Linked DNA regions of Oryctolagus cuniculus: region 1 is linked to region 2. The links are chromatin contacts, called in public Micro-C maps. All regions are on one chromosome and are shown on one strand. Each heading gives the region's core, a stretch centred on a gene start, on an enhancer-like site or on the middle of the called end of the contact. The rest is flanking DNA. Distances are from core to core; before and after follow the strand shown.

Region 1 (3,603 bases), core at 592-3,091, 470 kb after region 2:
GGGGGAAAATGTTCCTATGTGTGATTATAGCTTGAGAGCTGGGTGGCTCTGAAGCTACTGGATGTCCCTAGGACACCGAAAACATTGTGCTCAAAACCTACGGGGTGGGTGCCGGCGCTGTGGCACTACCAGTTAGCCACAGCCTGCAGTGCCTTCATCCCTTGTGGGCGCCAGGTTCAAGTTCCAACTGCTCCACTTCTGATGCAGCTCCCTGCTAATGCGCCTGGAAAAGCAGTGGAAGATGGCCCAAGTCCTTGGACCCCTACACCCAGGTGGAAGACCTGGATGGAGTTCCTGGCTCCTCGCTTCAGCCTGGCCCAGCCCCGGCCATTGCAGTCATTTGGGAAGTGAACCAGCCCAGCGGATGAAAGATCTCTCTATATATAATTCTGTCTTTCAAATAAATAAATAAATCTTAAAAAAAAAAAAAAAAGCTATGGAATCCACATTTGCAGACAGGTCTCAGGCGCCCAGCTGCAGGGCCGCATCAGCTGGAAGCACACACTCATACCCACGAGCTGGGCAGGAGTGGACACCACGCTGGGTGCGCAGAGGAAGGGCTGTGGGCTTTCACACACTACCCAGCACGTTTTGTTTTGAACTTTACCTTTCTCCCAAAGCCCTCTCTTCTTTTCATGCTGCTTTTTCAGACGACCCTAACTGGCAGCCAGTGCTTTTCTGGACAGTGCGGCTCTCTGCCTTTGGTGTTAAGGTAGAAGCACACAGACTGATTTCTCTGCCACCGGGGGTGGCTCCACTTGAATAGGACAGGCGGCAACAGAAAACTGAATGTGATAACCCCTCTGTAAACAACCTGGAGGAAGTGGTTGGGCTTTTGGCTAGTGTATTTGATTTTCGAGGAAACACAGTGACAGCGATGCAGAACTCAGAACTGGGAAGACGTGGGGGCTGGTCCCCTTTTTGCCAGGGGTTTAAACACACACAAGTTAACTTAGCTCCTGCAGGCTCGTTTTCCTTCTCCGTGACAGGGGCTACACAAACTCCACATTTACACCTCACAACTCTGCTTTCCAAAAATGAAAATGCAGTTAAAGGAGATACCAGGCTGTAGGCAATGACAGGGGAGATTAAACATCTGCAAGAACAGCAAGATTCAACCTTAGTCAGCACTGAACCCAGAAGCCTTCACCCGGCCACGCCCCGTCAGCGCGAATCTCTATCAATTCAGTTCCATGGTCCACCTTTCCCGGGCACTAGAGAGGTGTAGCGATCCGGAGCCGCGCTGTCCAACACAGCAGCCACAAGCCACGTGGGGCTGCTGAGCCCTCGAGTGTGCGTGCTATTGTGCAAAATCTTGCCGGATTCTGAAGACTTGGCAGGGAAAAAAAGCATTTACCAATCTATTGATTACATGTGGAAATCGTAAATAAATGATTAATTCCACCTGCTTCTTTTTGCGTTTGCTACTGCGGCCATGAGAAAAATTAGCCCTATCTCCTCCTCCGTGGCTTGCGCTGCGTTTTTATTGGACGGTGCCGCTCTGGATCCAGAAGCTTGAAAGTGACTAGGATTCAAACTAGCAAACGCAGCGCTTCGCAAACCTCTGGGCGAGAACCGACTCCACTCACTGCTCCGCGGCCGGCGCCATCCTGATTCTCCGAGGCCGTGCCCAGCGCGCACACGGGGGACCCGCAGCGGAGGCTGCGGCGGAGGCGGGCACCCTGGGTCTCTGACGCCAGAGGCGGCGCGGGCCGCAGACCCCTGCCCACACACACCGCCGAGCAGTCCCTGCGGGCGGAAACAGGTGGTGCGCGGGCCGCAGGCGGCTGCTGGGCCCGCACCCGCCGGGCGCACCCAGGGACGGCGACGCGCTTCCTGCCGGGAGGGCCCGGGCGAGCGCAGGGCCGGCTTTAGCGGCCCCGCGGCTGCCTGCTTGGATTTTAGCACTCGGGCTCCGAGGAGGGAGCCGCCCGGCCGGGCCGCGCCGAGGGCTCCACATTTCGAAGTATTCCTCAGGGCGGCCTGTGCCTCAAGAGCAAACCGAAAACCAGCTGGACAAGAACTGACTGACGGGCAGTCCTTGCCAGATTCTGCTTAATCCTCACCATGAAGTGTCTGGGCCGAAACGCCAACGTTTAACCCTTCCCGGGGCTGCGGAGATGGTAACCGGCAGCGCCGGGAACAGGATCGGTATTCAGACAGCGGGAAGTTGTCTTTGCCAGGTCAATGCCTTGTTTGTTCTGCATTTTCAGAGAAAAACCTGCCTGGGCTTCTGCTGTTATTTAGTGAAAATCACTTTTTAAAATGACAAAGATTTAACTATAATTGCAGTAAACAAAATGTATTTTTAAAGTTAACCCTTAAAAATGGTCCAAAAGTATGTAAAATTAGCTACACACAGTATTTACATGGATTGCTGAATAAATGTCTATTCTATAAATTTAGCTTAGTCCAATTTTAACTAGAATTAGATTGTAAATTTTTTATTCAGGGCCAGCACTGTGGCGCAGTGGGTTAAGCCACTGCCTGCAGGGCCAGCATCCCATATGGGCACCAGTTCGAGTCCTGGCTGCTCTACTTCCAACCCAGCTCCCGGCTAATGGCCTGGCGAAGCAGTCTAGGATGGCCCAAGGGCTTGGGCTCCTGCACCCACATCGGAAACCAGTAAGAAGCTCCTGGCTCCTGCCTGGGCCAGTCCTGGCCGCCGAGGCCATCTAGGAAGTGAACCAGGGGATGGAAGATCCGTCTCTCCTTCCTCCACAATTCTTTCAAATAAATAAACACATCGTTCTAAAAAAATTATTTATTCAAAAGGCAGAGACAGAAACAAGATCTTCCATCTGCTGGTTCCCTCCCCCAAATGCCTGCAACAGCTAGTAGGGCTGGACCAGGCTGAAGCCAGGAGCATAGAACTCCAGGTCTCCCACATGGGTAGCAGGGACCCGAGTACTGCAGCCATCACCTGCCGTTTCCCAGAGCACAAGCTGGAACTGAGCGCACAGCCTGGGATGTGGGCATCCCAAGTGCATTTAACCGCTGTGCTCAACACCAGCACCTACTGTACTGTTTCACATTCAGTGTTGTTCCTGCTCTCTCACACTGCAGAGTAGGCACAAGCAGACTTCCTATTTATAGCTTACCCAAATAACTAATCCCCAGTATATTCGCCTAGGCAAAGATGCGTCTTCTAGGTTTATGAATAATGCTGACCTATACGACTAAAGCGGTGCTAATCTTGTAGGAACATTAAAGGAAATAAAATAGAATGGATAACTAAAAGTAATTATTCAAGGAGGAAATTAAGCTTGTCACAGTATCCATAAAAGTCCATGCTCCACTGGTTCCCTGCAACATCAGATGACCAAGTAGTCTCTCCTCACTTAATTGTAAACGCAAGCGTCCTTTTCGGAAATGCTGTAGAGGGGTTTAAGTAGGGGCGAACCCCAAGGAAACCTCCAATGCAGTCGTAACATATTCTTGAAGTAACAGTGTATACCATCTTAAGAAAGAACCATGTCTTCAAAATGCAGGAATAAACTCCCCTCCCTGAAGTCTGGTGAGGTGGGAAACGCTGCCTGCTCCCGGCATTCAGTAAAACGATACACTGCAGTTTCCGAACGTGCAGAATACGCTGCTGTGGCT
Region 2 (3,472 bases), core at 823-3,322:
TGCAGCACCAACATACCATACAGACACTGGTTGGAGTGCCAGCTGCTCCATTTCCAATCCAGTTCCCTGCTAATGCTCCTGGGAAAGCAAAGGAAGACAGTCCAGGTCTTTGGGCCCCTGTACCCACATGGAAGACATGGAAGAAGCTCCTGCTCCTAGTTTAGGCTTGGCCCAGTTCCAACCATTGTGGCCATTTGGGGAGCCAGCGGATGGAAGATCTCTCTCTCTCTCTCTCTCTCTCTCTCTCTCTCTCCTTCTCTCTCTGTAACTCTGCCTTTCAAATAAATAAATCTTAAAAAAAAATAAGAGAGGAAGAGAGAAAGAGAGAGAGGGAGGGAGGGAGAGAGGATGGAAGGAAGACCAGTCACAAGAGTCTTGGCCATTTCCTGTCCTCCTCCTCTGGGCTTTCTCGAGGTCCATAAAGGAGGGATTCTGAGTGTTGGAGATCACAGATGCCTCCTTCAAAAAACCCCCCATCAAAACAGGGGCATCATTTTTCATTTTTTTTCCAGACCCAAACAGGAAAGCTCCAAGGGTAACCACTTCACTGTGTGGGAAGCCTGCCCAGGCAGAAAGCCCCGCTCTCAACTTCTGCCAGAGGCACTGGACAGAGACACATTGGCTCCAGAGGGCCAAGGGTCCACCCCCTGGGAAGAGGCTCTGAACAGCCTTTCAGGTCGGCCTGACTCAGCACAGCAGAGAGCTCAAGCTGGAGAATCACACACACAGGCAGACCAGGAAGTCACCCACGGGAAAGCACTCTCTCTGTCATGAGCTGGTCTCCACACATCTGTGTTGTGGCGCCATTAGGAAAAGTCGTATTGTAAGCTGGTGTAGGACTTCAGATTATAGCCCCGTGTTTCCCAAGGTTACAAAGAATACCTAAAAATGGCATCGCACCTGCTACAGCATAAAGTGTTGTTGAATCCACGTTAACAAAACAAGGGACAAACACAAGGGGCTTCAAAAAGTTCATGGAAATACCTGCTATCTTTTTTTTAAAGATTTATTCATGTATATATTTATTTACTTGGAAGGCAGAATAACAGAGAAAGAGAGAAGAGAGAAAAAGATCTTCCATCTACTGATTCATTCACCAAATGGCCTCAACAGCCAACACTGGGCCAGGCCAGAGCCAGGAGCCGGGAACTCCATCAGGGACTCCCACATAGGTAGCAGAAACCCAAGCATGTGGGCCATCCCCCACTGCCTTCCCAGGCACATTACCAGGAAGCTGGATCCGAAGTGGAGCAGCCAGAACTCCAACCAGCACTCTGATATGGGGCAGTGGTGTCACAAGCAGTGGCTAATCCTCATTGACTCCACACTATCTCTTAATTCCATTTGCCTATGAATTTCTTTGAAGCCCCCTTGTAATTCCTATCAATGTTCAAAAAAAATACACTTTCCACCTGTGCCCCCAGGTTGCCATCTGTGCTGGTCAGTTTCATGCGTCAGCTTGGCTAGTTCCCAGCTATGTAATCAAACATGGAAGTAGGTGCTGCGGGGAGGGTAATTGTAGACACGGTTATCACATCTACAGTCAGCTGTAGATGTAGTTTAAGTAAAGGAGTTGACCCTGCATAACGTGTCTGGGCCTCAATCAGTTGGAGATCTCAGCACTGATTCTCCTAATAGGAAATTTTGCCTCAAGACTGTAACATCAACTCCCACTAGGTTTTGCACCCCACCAGCCTGCCTTAGAAATTTCAAATCTGCTACCAACTTCTGAATGAGACAGCTCCTTAAAATTAGTCTCTTGTTAGTGGACCCACATAGCCTGTTGATTCTGCTCATCTGGAAAACCCTGTCCGATACACTGCATTTTCTAGAAACGATTGAGGACACCATAGACGACACATCATAAACAATGCCTGCCCTCATTTTTCCAGCACAGGGGAGCCAGTCCCTTTGGCCCCATCTCTCCCAACAGCTGTCGTCCGAGCAGCGACTTGCAGTACTCACACGTAACTCCAGGTGGCGCTCCTGCCCCACCCAATGGAGCCAGGCTCAGCGGTTGCAGACCACGCCTCACCGACTCGCCCTCAGCCTTTGAGGCAGCCCAATGACTCAGCAATGGGAAAGAGGAAAAATTGGGACCGTGGATATGAATGCTGCCCACGCGCCAATACACACGGCTTGCCATCACTGCCACCCGGAAAATTCGCTTTGGAGCTGTGTCCTTTCCTAGTAATCCCGTCTCTGGTAGGATTTTGCTTGCCGTAAGCAGATAATCCTTGGCCTTCGACAATGAATAGGAAAACCCCTGGGCTGATAGGAGAGGACCCCAAGCTTGCTGAAGCCGGGCTGTCCATTTCGTCTTGTTCTATTCACAACCACAGAGCAGCCATCCACTGTTGTCCTAGATTTTCTTTCTTTTCCTCTGTTCTGGGTCATCTTTTGCAAATCCAAGCCCCCGCCGTGCAGCATGTGTGCCTGCGTGTTTGTGCACACAAGGCGTGACTCATCCCGGCCCCAGGATGTCGGCTGCCCGCAGTCCTGGGGAACAACCCCTGCCTGTGCTTGCTCTGCAAACCCCCTCCGATAATCCTGCTGGTGGTCAGAACCAGACCCTGTCATCAGGCCTTGTACTTGACCACAAACTCAAAACATGTTCACGGCATGCGCTTGTTTCGGCCTTGTGATATTTGGTGAGGAGAGCTTGGGATAGCTTCGCCTTGTAAATGTCTGCCTTGTCTAGAGCGAGGCAAGACCAAATATAATGATGCTCTTTGGAAGGGCACCAGTGATTTAGAATTAGAATCAAGGACTTTTCTAAAGTTTATTTATGTATGTGTTTTCTTTGGAAGGCAGAGTGATGGGGAGAAATCTTCCATCCAGCTGGTTCATTCCCCAAATTCCTGCAACAACTGGGATGGGCCAGGCCGAAGCTGAAAGCTAGGGATCTGTCCAGGTCCTCCACGTGGATAGGAGGTTCCCTGGTCCTTGGCCAGCCTCTGCTGCCTTCCCTGACAGATGAACAGGAGCAGAGCTGGAACTAGAATCCAGGACTCTGACATGGGATGTGGGCACCAAACACCTGCTCTCCAGTCTGACTTTTAAAATACACGATCTATGTGGCGTGGGAGGTAAAGCCACCACATGCATTGCCAGCATCCCATATGGGTGCCGGTTCAAGTCCCCACTGCTCCACTTCCAGCCCAGCTCTCAGCTATGGCCTGAGAAAGCAGTAGAAAATGGCCCTAGTCCTTGGGTCCCTGCACCTGTATGGGAGACCCGGAAGAAGCTCATGTCTCTGAATCAGCTCAGCTCTGGCCATTGTGGTCATTTGGAGAGTGAACCAGTGGATGGAAGACTTCTCTCTTTCTCTCTCTCTCTCTCTCTCTCTCTCTCTGCCTCAGCCTCTCTGTAACTGAGACTTTCAAATAAATAAATCTTTTTAAAAAATACACAGTCTCCCTCTTTAGAGACACACAATTCAGAGCAAACAGATGGAAAGCCCCGAAAGATC

The links. A called contact is a pair of places that touch in the nucleus more often than the background predicts.
Region 1: a Micro-C map of ear pinna shows a contact between it and region 2, with 11 times the contacts expected there. The contact joins the promoter of ARSG here to the enhancer-like site in region 2. A contact is called at or near these places in 3 of 6 Hi-C or Micro-C datasets (ear pinna, embryonic fibroblasts and an unstated tissue).

Annotation. Positions count from the first base shown.
Region 1 is chr17:11,372,255-11,375,857 of mOryCun1.1, forward strand. ARSG (arylsulfatase G) reads right to left here and starts at 1,842. Exons shown (of 12, transcript XM_051825882.2): 1 at 1,563-1,842.
Region 2 is chr17:10,905,884-10,909,355 of mOryCun1.1, forward strand. No RefSeq gene overlaps it. Among named protein-coding and RNA genes, the nearest start is that of FAM20A, 170 kb to the right of the region's middle. Within about 2 kb of position 2,073, at least 3 of the 8 cell types and tissues checked have an H3K27ac peak or open chromatin away from gene starts, as enhancers often do. A contact at or near this core is called in ear pinna, where this site is marked.